2 separate regions of the Anser cygnoides genome follow, and region 1 is linked to region 2. A link is a contact called in public Hi-C data. All regions are on one chromosome and are shown on one strand. Each heading gives the region's core, a stretch centred on a gene start, on an enhancer-like site or on the middle of the called end of the contact. The rest is flanking DNA. Distances are from core to core; before and after follow the strand shown. Region 1 holds the start of UBN2 (ubinuclein 2). Region 2 holds the start of POLDIP3 (DNA polymerase delta interacting protein 3).

Evidence for each region. Hi-C and Micro-C count contacts between places; a contact is called where the count stands out from the background.
Region 1: a contact with region 2 is called in a Hi-C map of liver, with 10 times the contacts expected there. The contact joins the promoter of UBN2 here to the promoter of POLDIP3 in region 2. A contact is called at or near these places in 3 of 7 Hi-C or Micro-C datasets (granulosa cells and liver).

Annotation. Positions count from the first base shown.
Region 1 is chr1:44,565,931-44,572,522 of Taihu_goose_T2T_genome, forward strand. UBN2 (ubinuclein 2) reads right to left here and starts at 4,291. Exons shown (of 17, transcript XM_048078834.2): 1 at 3,680-4,291. The coding sequence starts at 4,153. LOC106046098 (a long non-coding RNA gene) reads left to right here and starts at 4,571. Exons shown (of 4, transcript XR_001213072.3): 1 at 4,571-5,245; 2 at 6,201-6,249.
Region 2 is chr1:44,428,771-44,435,530 of Taihu_goose_T2T_genome, forward strand. POLDIP3 (DNA polymerase delta interacting protein 3) reads right to left here and starts at 4,351. Exons shown (of 9, transcript XM_048078845.2): 1 at 4,218-4,351; 2 at 1,278-1,665. The coding sequence starts at 4,276. It overlaps LOC106046163 (heat shock 70 kDa protein 12A-like), which reads left to right and starts at 4,248. Exons shown (of 5, transcript XM_066990191.1): 1 at 4,248-4,527. The coding sequence starts at 4,248. LOC125184657 (U12 minor spliceosomal RNA) reads left to right here and starts at 4,650; the gene lies at 4,650-4,798.

The sequences.
Region 1 (6,592 bases), core at 3,041-5,540, 140 kb after region 2:
AGCAGCCAGAAGAATGATTTAATACTCCAGCTGTACAAATAAGCATGAAGCACACACTGAGTTTTCACTGACAAGAAGTCAGTGAACAATAATCATGAGTATGACAAGTTTTGCCTTTTTTTTTCTCCTCTCAGAAAAAGTACAACAGAAGAATGGAGCCACAACCTTCAAATCAGAGCCTATAGATAAAATACAGTAATTCTTGTACAGGGGAGGGTGTAATAAGATGCTAAAACATGGCAGAATTAAGTTAAGCCTTTATGGATGCCAACTAACTTTACCGCACGCATGGACTGCTCAATGAATGAAGATCCATGGTAGACTAACAGGAACAAAAAGCAATTTCCTACACTCTGAAGAGCAAGATCCTCCCCACAGTGTAGAAACTGAGTACTTAGAGGGAAAAAACGTAAAAGAGGGTTATAGTTAAACGTGAGACAACTAATAGGTTACATACACATCTCCTGCAGGCGTAACTTAATATGAAATTAAAAAAAACCTGCTCGGCTCATGCAACACCCTTTTTCCCCCTTTAGTGGGGAAAACGTACTCCACACCTGCTAGGGAAATGGCTTTTTTTTGAATTGTGATATAAAGACAAGTTGAGGCCAGAGGTCAGGTAAAATTTAGTACTGAAGTCTTTAACTTTCCTCTCTCTACCAAACACTCAAAGCCATAGCTGACTATTGCTTTGAATATTTATGCATTATTGGCAAATTTTAGTCCTGACAGTATATCTAAGGGCTCTGCCAGTCAAGAAACTTCAAGACATTACTACTTCAGTACCTTCACAGCCTGCCTGACAGAAACCAACTTGGGCTTCTGGCTCATCCACTTCAAGTTCAGTTTTACACAGCAAGATTCAAATCACACCAGCAGCAAAGGAGGCATACTTTTCTTTCTGCCAGTTGAAGAGGCAAATAAACTCTTCGACCACACTACTCTGTTACTCATGTGCCAAAAATTTTACATAAACAATTCCTACCAAAACACTAACTACACCAACAGCTCTATCAAAGGATGCTGTCTTTCTTAAGATAAAAAAGTAGGACATCACAAGTTTATTGTAAACACTTCCGCTAGCTTCTCATTCAGACTGAAAACCTGACTTTAGAATTAAAAAATGCAACGCTCATACTGTCAAGCAAGTTTGGGTTGTTTTTCTGTTTGTTTGTTGTTTTTGTTTTTAACTGTTTAAGGGACCTATTAAAGCAATGTTTGAAGTTATTGCCATACATCCTTCCCAGAACAGCCGACCTCTGGAGAACTGTTCCGGGTTGCTGCAGTTCGAAGCAACACGACAAGATAAAGATGTGTTCCTAATTATGTAACGCTGAACTCAAATGGGAATAGTTATAAGGAAGTTGAGCAACTCATAAGGGATAAGGAGCAAACAATAGCCTTCGGAAAACCCAATCAATCTTTACCCTACAAAAACAGTTCGCATAACTAAGTTTGCATGAACTGTTCATGTCAAGCTGATTCACTACATAACTAAATTCTGAAATCCAGAACTCAGTTTAAAACTACAGCATTAACTGCCAAAAAGTTACTACCTACTCAAGAGTAAATCTCACAGATTGGGTAGGAAAGTGGCAGAGGGCAGAAGTTTCCTGGTCAAGTTCCGTTTTAGCAAGGTAGTTTTCTCTTCCATAGCTACTGTACTCAACAAGCAGGGTCTGTTTTCCTTTCCTATAATTGTTTCTATTTTAGGACTTTGAACAGGTTACATAATTTGTTGGTCTGAGAATGAGCAGGTAAGAGACACACTTCTGTCATCCTAAGCCTCCTGCATTATGCAGAGCAAATTCTCCTCTTAAACATGCTTTAACCACAAAAGAACCTTGACACACTAGTTTTATGGGTGAGCAAAATGTTTCCTCTCTCTTTTCATGCTGACTGATACAAGATTGTAAGTCCTTCCCACACCATGTCAAAGAAGCTTTTTCAATTTCTACTCTGTAACAAGCAAGAACTTAAACTGCCAGCACAACTACACAACATCTGACACTTTTTACATAATCAGTTGTTTTTCCGTACAGTCCAGTGAGAAATGGGACATAACCGTCTATTGATTTTCAATCCGGACTCTCCATAGAGCTGAAAAAAAGACGGGATTTCTTATAAAACAATTCTAACGCTATTTCTATCTTAAAAGCATAATTCTCTGATTCTAATTGTACCAAAAATCCACTTTTTTCCCTCTCCTTCTCTCCAGAATACATTGAATTTGCATCAGAACTACATTAAAATGTCGTTTTGTCCCCACTTATGCAATTAACATATTACCAACCTACAGAAAAAAGCAATTATGGAGCTTGAGACTGCCAAAGGCAGAAGTCAGCCTCCATACACTGAACCACTTCTAAACACTAACACAACTTCTACCTTCACACAGGAACTGCTCAAAAAGACGGCACTTCACCAAGCAGCAGACTACTGCTACAACAATTTGGAGCAGTCGTAACGGGCACTGTGGGCACTGTTTGCCCACAACGGCTGTAGGACAGGATGAACAAAAGGAACCTTTTAACTTGCATCAGAAGATCTCAGAGGGATTATTAAAATCAGCCATTGATTTTTCTGTCTTCTACATTTGACAACAATCCAATTCTACAGCCCTCCTACTACTGTGAAAAAAGTGAACAGACTGGTAAGTACCGTTACGGAATCAGCATCATCTAGAAACACTTTTCTTCATAAAACAGGAGTTTTAACCAATCTTGAGTTTGCGATGATTCAAAAACCTACTGACAATATCAGTACTGGTACTTGATATTTGCTTTTAATTTTCAACCAAAGCTATCACAACCTTGTCAGTAGCAGCTGCCCCTTCCCTTTTCCAAGAAGATGGGAACTTTCTCTAAAATTGATCACTAAGAGAAGCCACAACTACCTAAATCAAGCGCAACTTTATCATGTCCTTAACTCCCTGTGAGTGACTGGCTCAAGTGTGACCAGCTTAAGGACATGCATCTCTCATTCCTACTTGAAAGCAGAGCCTCTCTGACTGGCTGATGCCACTTGCTTCTTTTAAGTTGTCCGCACCAGCTTTTCTCCTTAAAAAACAAAGCAGCTCGAGTAGGAAGTATTTTCTGTTTGGGGGGAAAAGGGGAAGTACTTTCTTCTGGAGTGAAGTTTCTGACAGTTACAGGTGAGGTTACAGTGCCAACAACGTTAACTCTGAATCGCCCCTGCCCCCCCCCGCCCAGACTGCAGAAACTCATCTCCAGGACTGCTTAACGCGCACTTCGCTGCTCCACGAGGCTCGCTGCGGAGCCGGGCTAATAACTCTTCATTTACTTGCACAGAGCCTATAGAGAACCTGAAATAAACGGCCCGGCAGCGCAGCAGTTCCATTCCGTTGGCAGTAAAGTAAAACAGAGATAAACCCTCCCAGGCAGAGAGGACACAGGGCAGGAAACGGGCGAGGGGCAGAGGGCTGGGTACGAGGGGCACGGGACGTGCTCGCCAGCTCCACGCGGGAGCCCAGGAGCTGCGGGGCGCCGCCTCGCCTTCCCCTTCAGGCCAGGAGGAGGCCGGAGGCACGGCGAGGCCGCCGGACTTCCCCCTGCGGCACCGCCCCCCCTCCCCCGGGCAGGACGGGGCGGGCGGCGGGCGGCTGCCGGCCGGGCCTCGGGGAAGGGCCCGTGGGCCTCGGGGGTGGGGGGTCCCGTACCCGCGAGTCCCCGCAGAGCAGCAGCTCCGGGTAGCTGAACTCCACGCAGCCCTCCTCGGTGGGGTCCTTCAGCACCACCTCCAGGCGGACCGTCTGGCGGAGCGGGAGCGCCTCCTGCGGCGGCGGCGGCTCCTGCCGGCTGCCCTGGCGCGGCGGCGGCGGCGGTAGCTGCGGCGGCTGCGGCGGCGGCGGCTCGGGCCGGGGGGGCTCCCGCTGCGGCTGCGGCTCGGGCCGGGGGGGCTCTCGGGGCGGCTCCAGGCGGGCTCCGCTCTCCCGGGGCGGCATCGGCGGCGGCGGCTCCGGCCGGGAGGCTTCGTGCGGCGGCTCCGCCAGCGGCGCCTCGCGGCCCGCCGCCGCCGCCACCACCACCGGCGGCGGCGGCGGCTCCGGCTCCCGCTCCAGCGCCGGGCTCCCGGCCTCGCGGCGCCTCACGGGTGACAGGCTGATCAACGGCACCCGGCGCGGCTCCGCCATCCTCCGCCGCCTCCCCCCACCCCCCGCCCGCCCCGCTCGCCCGCCCGCCGGCCGGCCCCCGCCTCCCGCCTTACGGTGACACCGCGCTCCGCGCTCCCTCCCCCTCGGCTGCTCCTCCCTCCCTCCCTCTCCCCTCCCCCGCTCCGCCGCCCGGTCGGAGCTGCCCCCCTACGTTCTCCTCGCCGCCCCCGCCATCTTGGCGCCCCCCCACATAAATAGAAGCAGGCCCGCAGCCCGCGCATGCGCCACCGGGCGGCCGAGGCCGGCGCGCCGCCCCGCGTCGCTGCTCTCAGCGCTCGGCTTCCCCCCCCCCGCCCTTCGCCCTCCCCTCGACGTCACCGCGCCCGCCGCTCGCCCGCCCGCCCGCCCCCGGTTGCCTTGGCGATGTGCACGCCGCCCGCCGGCCGGGCCTTAAAGGGGCCGCGCCGCGCGGGGCGATGGCGGACCAACGGCCGGGCCCGCCCTGAGGGGCCGCGGAGCTGCTGCTTCGCCTTGCGGGGGCAGCGGCCCCCGGTTTGCAGGGGGCTGCGCCGTGCTCGTCCTGTGCACCGTGGTGGCACCTATACACCGCAGAGGTGTCCAGAAACTGCCCGTCAGTCACCAAAATAAAAACCTCCAAAATCCGAAAAACGATCAAGACTCTTTAATTCTGAGGGGGGGGGTAAACAGTCGGTTCCAGGTTGTGAGGTGGTGGCGTGGAGGCACCTTGGCTCATCCGCACCGACATGCTCAATGGAGCATGGCTGGGCCAGCCGAGGGGATGGGCTTTGTCCGTGCTGCTCCTTGAGCTGAGGCAGCCTGTCCCTGCAGGATGGCGGGGCCTGCTGTGGCAGCCGGGTGGTCCTGTGAGGACAGGAGCTCTGTGGCCACCTCTGGTGCGTAGGGTGCCAGTTCTGGTCACAGGAAGCAATTCTGGGGTGTCAAGGAAGGGGTGTCCTCTAGATACAAGGAAGGCAGAGTAAGAGCAGCAGCGAGACTCCCTCCTCCACGAGCAAGAGCTGCCTGCAAAAGCACAAGTGTTTTGGTCTGTCACCACCTACTTTGACAGACTGGGTGCTGGTATCTCCAGACGGAGGTATGCCACCCAAACTGGTAGGTTTCAGGAAGTTATAAACACCCTCATATGCACTGTATTCTCCAACTGTTTTGGAGCAGACAGAAAAATGTTACAATTTTTTCCTCTGTAGCCTCAGCATTTCTGGGAAGGAAGAGTTTTGTTCTCTTTTTAAAAACGTACTCATGTTATGCAAGACAAGTGTGATTTACATATCTGTATTATTCTGAATAATTACAGCAGACCATTCTGTATAGCACATTACCTCGCTTTCCACTCTGCATCACAGCACACAATGGTTTCATCTTACTGCGTATGAAGTTTTTTGACTTGACTTACTTTCATCTAGATGCCAGAGAAGATTCATGACACTGGAATGGTGTTACCGAAAAATTTGGTTCACTACAACGGAGGACATTCCAGAATCTTACTTGCAACAGGAAGTCAGTGGAGTGCCTGACCTGATCTGAGAAACAGGCTGTCCTTTTGAAGTCCTTTTGAAAGCCTTTGTTGAGCTTTGTAGTCAAAGGAACGTGATTTATCTTAAAACCTTGCAGGTTCTAGTGCAACTAGCAAGCTTGGCAGAGATATTCCTCAAATATATTTTGACTTTCAATTTCATAAAATTATTTGTAAATCCCACCTGTTCTCCTGTTGAAAATTTCATACGGCTGTTGGAGAAGGCACGTAATAAGCAATGTGTTTTTGGACTCGACTGAGCATTGCTAAGCTACAGACCTGCAGATCCTGCTAGGCAGATTCTAGTCCCCACCAAAGCTTCTACACAGTCTGTATCATTAAGCCTTGCGATGATAGAAGGGGGCCTTTCCTTGTCAAAAGAGCAATTTAGTGTTCAGAAAGCAGAAGTCTTAGGTAGAAATCATGGGCTCTTCAGTGACTCTGCTGAATGCTTGTTTTCAATTACCAGATGGGAGACTAGAGACTGAAATAAGTACAGTGTAGTAACAGGAATACAACAATTTATGTTCACAGGTAATATGTGCACATATCCTTGGAAAAGGGTGAAGATAAGTTGTGCATTGTAAGTATCCAACCTAAAAATCAATTCTATCTTTCAGTCTCATAAGATAAGTATTTAGAAGTAACAAATTCAAGACAGGTACAGCACAAGAAAATGAGTCTTGCAAGTATCTAGAGTTAACTTTAAATTCTTGATGGTTGTGTAGATACACTTGGAACCACATCCTGGTCAGATTTGCAACGTGCTTTTTAAATAAGAAAAAAGAGATAGATAGCAATAACTGATCAGACCTTTGATAGAGTTACAGAGAAAAATAATAGTAGTTCTGGGAAGTAGCAGACAGCCATTTGTTCTAAGTTAAGACATTGCAGACTGATAGGAGTAGCAGCCTTTCACATGTAAG
Region 2 (6,760 bases), core at 3,101-5,600:
TTGGTATTCGAAAAAGCTGGAAGCTGTCAACTACAGAAAACAATGTCTCACAAAAACACTCAGTAAATGCAGTAAAAAAAAAAAAACAAATTTGCATTTTCTCTAGAAAAACATAGTTTCTAGCACAGCACCCTCGTGTTTCAATTTGCTAGTTCAAAGACAGTTCAGTTCAGTTTGATTCTGCTCCCACAACTGGAACATAGAGGAGGGCCACTGGCAATTTAGAATTTCAGTGTAAATCTTGAAACAAGTTATCTTATAACTGCTTACGTGCACGGTTTTGCCTACAGTCTTAGTCACCACATGATTCTACAACATTTTATAGCAACATGCTAACAAGCACTGTAGGTCAAACCAAGTGATTAAAAAAACCAAAAACCAGTCAGGTCAGAGCACGCTGCTGCTGTACCAGGCCTCCAGAAACCATTTAACTCCTAGATTTCTAGCAAATGTTCAGCTCCTAACAGCAGCTCCTAACAGCGGTGATTTGGCAGAAAAGGCCAGGATGAGGATTAATTACCCTGCTAATTTGAGGCTATTGAACAGACTGCTTTATAGCTCTGTGATTAGCTCTTCCGACTGCCCCAAGAATCCTTTCTCAGGCCAGCCTTTCACTCCCAGCCTGGCATCTGAAGACGCCAAGGGGCAATTTTCTGCTGAGCAGAAAGACTCATCCAGGCTTTCAAAGTGATGAGGCCAGCAAATGTTCCGGTGCGTACAGGCACACGGGATCTTCAGGAGGCAGGAAAGGAAAAGAGGTAGACTGGGAGCTCGAGTTACGCCCTTGCAACATGCTTGAATAGGTGAGGAACGCAAGCGCTCCTCAAACAGCAATCCTGAGGGGCTGAACAGAAACTTCTCATCTGACTCTACTCACTGTGTGTAACACGTGGAGTTCAACAGGAGCTGCTAGCCTGAGAAATTAAATAAGAATCAACGGTCTCTTGCAAAGAACGGTGGTATAAGAACAACAAAAAACATATATGCTTTCTTTGCATTTTATCTGGGGAAGAGAGACTACTTAACAGCTCAAGATAAGTATTTTAGTGCTGTCAGGAGCACTGCTTTCATCTTTATTGGGCCCAAAATTTAAATAAAAGCTTAAATGAAAGCTTGGATTCTTCAACAAGACCCAAAAAGCCGGAAGGACATGAAAAAGACTGAATCCTGCCCTACAGACTGTTGTAAACAAGGGAACGTATTCACGCAACTATTATCATTTCCACTGGACTGCTGCAGAATAACTGAGGGGCTCAGAGCTGGCTTGCTTGACCTACTTGAATAGTTTTGGTGATTTTCACAGCTGGATTTACTGTCCCCATAGCTGGGCTGATAGCAGCTGGAGTGTTCCTTTTTAAACTGATCTTCTCTCTGGCATCCACCACTTTGGTCACCTTTTCAGCAGCAACACTTTGCTGCTTACGGGAATTCAACATCTCTCGAGCATCCTGCACCTTCCCTTTTATTTTGAACCGAGCGTCCTTTTGAACCAGTTTTTCCCGAGCATCTTTAACCCCCAGTTTGTGCCGGGCATCAGTGAGGCCGATCTTCTGTCGGGCATCGAACGTCCGCTGGAAGTTAACGGCTGGTGATGATCTACTCAGAAGATTTTGCTGGATCCCAATGCGAGATCTTACACCTCCAAATACTGGCCTGGTGTTAAGCCTGAAAAAAAAAAAAAAGGTTCAGACATTATACGGTGTGATACAGTATCCACAGAAGTGTCTGTGCTACTGCTCAGAAAAGCTCATGATTACTGCACAGAGCTCTGACCAGGTTACCTGTCCCAGTACAACAGCACAGCTCCTGAACTGTTTTATGCTGGATTTTACTTCGCTTGTAAATAGCTAAGGAACCGTTTTCCAAAAATCCTTAAGCTCACATTTATGAACTTCAGTAAAGGCCTGACTTCAGCTGTGCTAAAAAACCTACTATATTTAAACAAAATTCATCAAAAACTTACGTACTTTGGGGAACTCTTTGAAGACAAATAGAAATAGATTTTCTAGCATTAAGACTGAGCAGCTCTGCTAAAACATCTCTTGTAGTACAATCATGTGCCTTGAAACAAAGAAAGCATGGAGCTATACGTCTGATTTCAAGAGTTCTGGGCAGCACGTGCAGAGCTCTGGGACTGCAGGAGGCGTGGGTTCTAGAATGCACAAGCCCCATTCTCAGCTCAAAGCCACTAGTTCCAAAACTGAGGAACTGCCAGTAGGAACACTTACAAGTCAAATCACTTTTCAGCATTGCTGCCTCTCCTTTGATCTGTTGACAGAGCTGCTGCACTCAGTGGCCTTTACTTTTTAAGTACATCATCATCATCGCAAAACTGAGCACAGAAGCTAACAGTCCGCAGGAAGGACGGTATTTGTATTTGTACACCTGTAGTACTAAGAAGCAGCCTGTTACATAGCCAAGCAGAAACTAGCTTCTTATTAGGTCTGATTTACTTGTCCAAAATTTCCCCTAAAAGGAAGTAGCTTGTCTAATTTTTTAATACTGGTATTCCTTTAAGCATTTTGTAAAGTTTTAGGGTGTAAAGTTTTCGTAAAGAAACCCTTTTAACTGGGCTTCTTTTTTGTAAAGATGAAGAAAATGTAAGCAATTTTAAAGCTACTTTAGTGCAAAATATTCTTGATGTCATTTCTTTTTTTAAATTCCAAATAAGCTACAGCACTATAGCATTCATCTGCTTTCTGAACCATAATGCATGGTATTACAGCCTAAAATTAGGTATCTAGAATTTGTTTTAATACCTAAAAGTCTAATGTCACGAATTCAAATGATGATGCAATTCAAATTCTCCATATAGCTTTATATCAATATTTCCTGATCTAACCCTACCATCTTAACTTAATTTTCCATCACCTATTCACAGCGGAGAGATGTGTGGAGAAGAGATGAAACAGCCTGAGACTGAACACCCACTTCCACGTCTCTGTTCTTGCCGTGCCCCGAACTGGAAAGCTCAGGCTGGGGTCCCGCTGTGCTACCCAGCTTAGAAACCCTACAGCTGCTCTCTCGTACAGCCAAAGCACACCAGCTCCACACGGCAGGACTGTTACAAAGACCATTTATTAAAATATATCCAGAAGAATATGAAGGTGTAACGGCGCCCATAAAGCAACAGCCACAAAACACAACTTCCCTTGCCATTTTAAAAAGCATTAACATAGCAAAGCAGAAAGCACTTGGTTAGAGTGCTGCAGAGGGCTTCATGAGCGTTCCTTTTAATAAGCATAAAAGAAATCAAAGTAAAACCCGAAATATGTGTATCAGCATTTAAGCCAGAATTAGTTAGACTGTTAACAACATGTATGATGAAATCAGTTAGGAAACTCTGTACTGGAGATTATACCTTCTCTGAAGGCTTTGTTTACCCTAATAAGCAACTCTTCTCTGGAGAGAATTGCTTACCCTGTAACAGCACAAACCGTTCAAGCATTTTGTGCCAGTTTTGTGCCATGGCACCTGAAACACAAGGGAATCTCAAACATCTAATTTCCTTTCAAATACTATGAGCTCTGACTTATTACACAAAATGGGATTTTGTGGGTAAGGATATTTTATTTATAGTTGAACATTTTTCTGTTATCATTTTGTCTAGATTACTAAAGAGCACATAATACGATCAGACAAGTTTGTTCAGTCTGTCCAGCCTTCCCAAAGGCACATTAGCTACCTCAGAAATCTCATAAAGCAAGCTAAGTGCGCCAAGTGAAATTTAAGGTACACGAACTTGAGGGATTACTGCTTGGCAGACAAAGCAAGGAGATTTCCTGGGAGAAACGAGAGTAAAGGGGGGACTTGAGAAAGGCGAACGGAGGTGCAGCGCATCCTCAGCTGCACGGAAACCGCTCCAAACATGGAGGACAGCATGAATGAAAGCGCAAAGCCTTGTGAGGACTGGGATTTAAAGGTGCTGGAATATTTCTGCTATCACGTATTATCGTGAGACTTCCAAACTCCGATAGATGTAGAAGGAAAGGTAAACAACTGGTCGTTCCTCGGTGAGGAACGGGCCACGCAAAGCCAGAGGCGCGCTCAGGGAACCGCGGCGCCCCGCTCACCTCACAGACGGGCCCTGCGCGCCGGCCGCCGCCCCCGAAGGCCCGGCCCGGCAGCGGCCTCCCGAGCGGAAGGCCCGGAAGGGGGAGCGGGGGGGGAGTCCCCGGGGAGCCCCGGGGGGGCGCCGTGTGCCGGCGGGCGCCTACCTGCCCTTCCCCGTCACGCCGCGCTTCCGTATGAGCTCGTCCAGCGACAGGTCCGCCATCTTGTCGCGGGGCCCAGCGAGGAGACGCAGCCAGCGAGCCCCGGACGTGACATCATACCCCTTCCGGCGCTTCCCTCCCCCTCCCTCCTCCCCGCGCCTCCGCGCGAGGATGCCCGCCCCCTCCCCAGCCCGGCGGTCCCACAAGCCCCAGCGGCGCCCCGGCGGCTCATTTGCATACGAGCCCTTGCATTGGCACGGCGCGGTTCGGCCTGGAAAAGCGTTTACACGGCTGACGACGGCGCGAGAAGCGGGTAAAAAGGCAGGGCAGAACGGACGCAGTCCGTTCTAGCCGGGGTAGTGAGGGCGAGCTGCTCGCCCTGATCTACAGAGGTGACGCGCAGAGCCCTCCGAGCGAGCCGGAGGGAATAGTGTTATGCCTTAAACTTATGAGTAAGGAAAATAACGACTCGGGGTGACGCCCGGGTCCTCACTGCTGATGTGAGAGGAATTTTTGCGCGGGTACAGGTCGCCCCCGGGTGACCCGCTTACTTCGCGGGATGCCCGGGAGCCGCGATCTGCCCGACCCTCAGTGCCCGACGTCACAACGACAGAACCGGCCCGGCGGCCATTTTGTGCTGGCGCTAGGGAGCTGTGTAGGGGCAGCTGGCACGGGAAAGCAGTCCGAAAAAAAGGCAAAAAATCACAAAACAAACAAACAAAAAAAACCCGCTGTTGCAAAACTTAACAGCCGACACTTCGAGCAAATTCCCGTAAACGTAAGAGCAGCCCCCGTGGTTCAGGCTTCAAGCTCCATCTCTCCAGTTTCTGTTTCCCCACCTGCAGGGAGACAAGAGGATCAGGAAGGTGCGTCCTAGTGTCAGGCCCGTCGCCCTGCTGTGCTGACCCCTGAAGTTTCCCCAAATGTGAGAAACGGCTGCCTCGTTTGTGGATGGCTTTTACTCCTCCAGGAGGTAAAAATCCAAGTGAACCAAAGCAGCCCCTGTAAGCCGATGCTCAGGGAAGAACTGGAACAGAACAAGCACTCACGGTACTCCCCCTTCATGCTCCTCCAGGCACTCGGATTTGTTTAGTAACCCACTGGAGGTCTCTTCCAGACACCTGGCCAGATGCCCTTGATCCCAGTGACATCTGTGCAGACACAGTATCCTTTGACAAGCTGCACAGCCCCTCTGCTCTCTGTCTCCTGTAGAAACGCCTCCTTTTTGTTTTTCTTCTGCCAGCCTAGCTCTTGAAGGCAGAGTGCACACATGGCTCCAAACAAGCTTCTTTTCCACCTTGCAATCTAACAAGTCACCTACTTTCCACTTGAAGAATCCAGGCCTGCTCACCCATTTCTTTGGTAAAAGCCCATTCAAACTTCCAGCAATTCCTGTTGGGCTTTACAGTTTCTTTCCCAGTTCGCAATGTAGAGAGATCACAAATACAGAGTGGCAAATCCGGATGCTTTCTGTCTTGTTTCTTACTCCTTTGCCAATGATTCCTAATACTGGATTTTGTTTTTCAGTCGCTCCTGATAATTTCATGCATCTATCTGTCAAAACCCCCAAGTTTTGTTGCTGAGCAATAGTGATCAGATGAGAGCCTGTCCTTTTGTCTGTGCAGTGAGAATTGTTTTCCCCTGTGAGCACCACTTTTATGTAAATACACACTGAAATTCCAACATTTTATTGCCACTCAGTGTGTTAGATCTTTCTGCAGTCCTTTCATCACTTTCATGACCCCAAATAGTTTCACATCAGCAAACTGTAATCTCCTGGCTCACCCTTTTTAAAGACCGCTCACGACTATGTTAAACATCACAGGTCCCAGCACAGACCCCAGCCATACTCCACTGTGGCTTTTCTTCATTTACCCTTCCCCTCTGTTTCCTGTTTCTTAGCTAATCATTTATTCATGACAGGCTGTCTCTCATCCCGTGACCGCTTAGTTGCTTTAAAGCCTGTGGTGAAAGATTTTTTCAAAAGCTTTGAGAAATCCAGGGGGATTAGACCAACCAAGTAGTATGCTCCTGTTTGCAGACTTTTCAAAGAAACTCACAACTTTGGAAGTCTTTGTACAGAAACCATGCAAACTCTTCCCAAGTAGGTCGTGTTCATACAGCAGTCACTAATTTCCCCCCTGTGCTCTCTTAAAGCACTTTATATACCTTAGGTCTTGGCTACAGAGCACATTAAAAAGGGAAATGTACAGGCTGCAACTCCCCCTGGTTCTGGGTGTGCAACTCACACAGGGTCTCTTGGCTGGGGGTTAGTTTCTTGCCGTGAGACATGACGAGCAGCAGCTCAGCTTTCACCGATCTCTCCCAGTTCCCCCTTTCAGCTGTGAATGAGAAGTCAAATATTTGCTTGGGGAAGGGCCCAGGCCTCCCTTCCCTTCTGATGGCTGCGAGGGGGAGGAAGATGCAAGCAGCAAAACAAAGAGACCTCCTCGAGCTGCTTCCACAAAGGGGTCCTCGTTAAAACGTGACGGGTAGCTTTCAGGCCTGCCTGTGGGCCGGGGGCTGCTTTTTAAAAAGCAGAATCC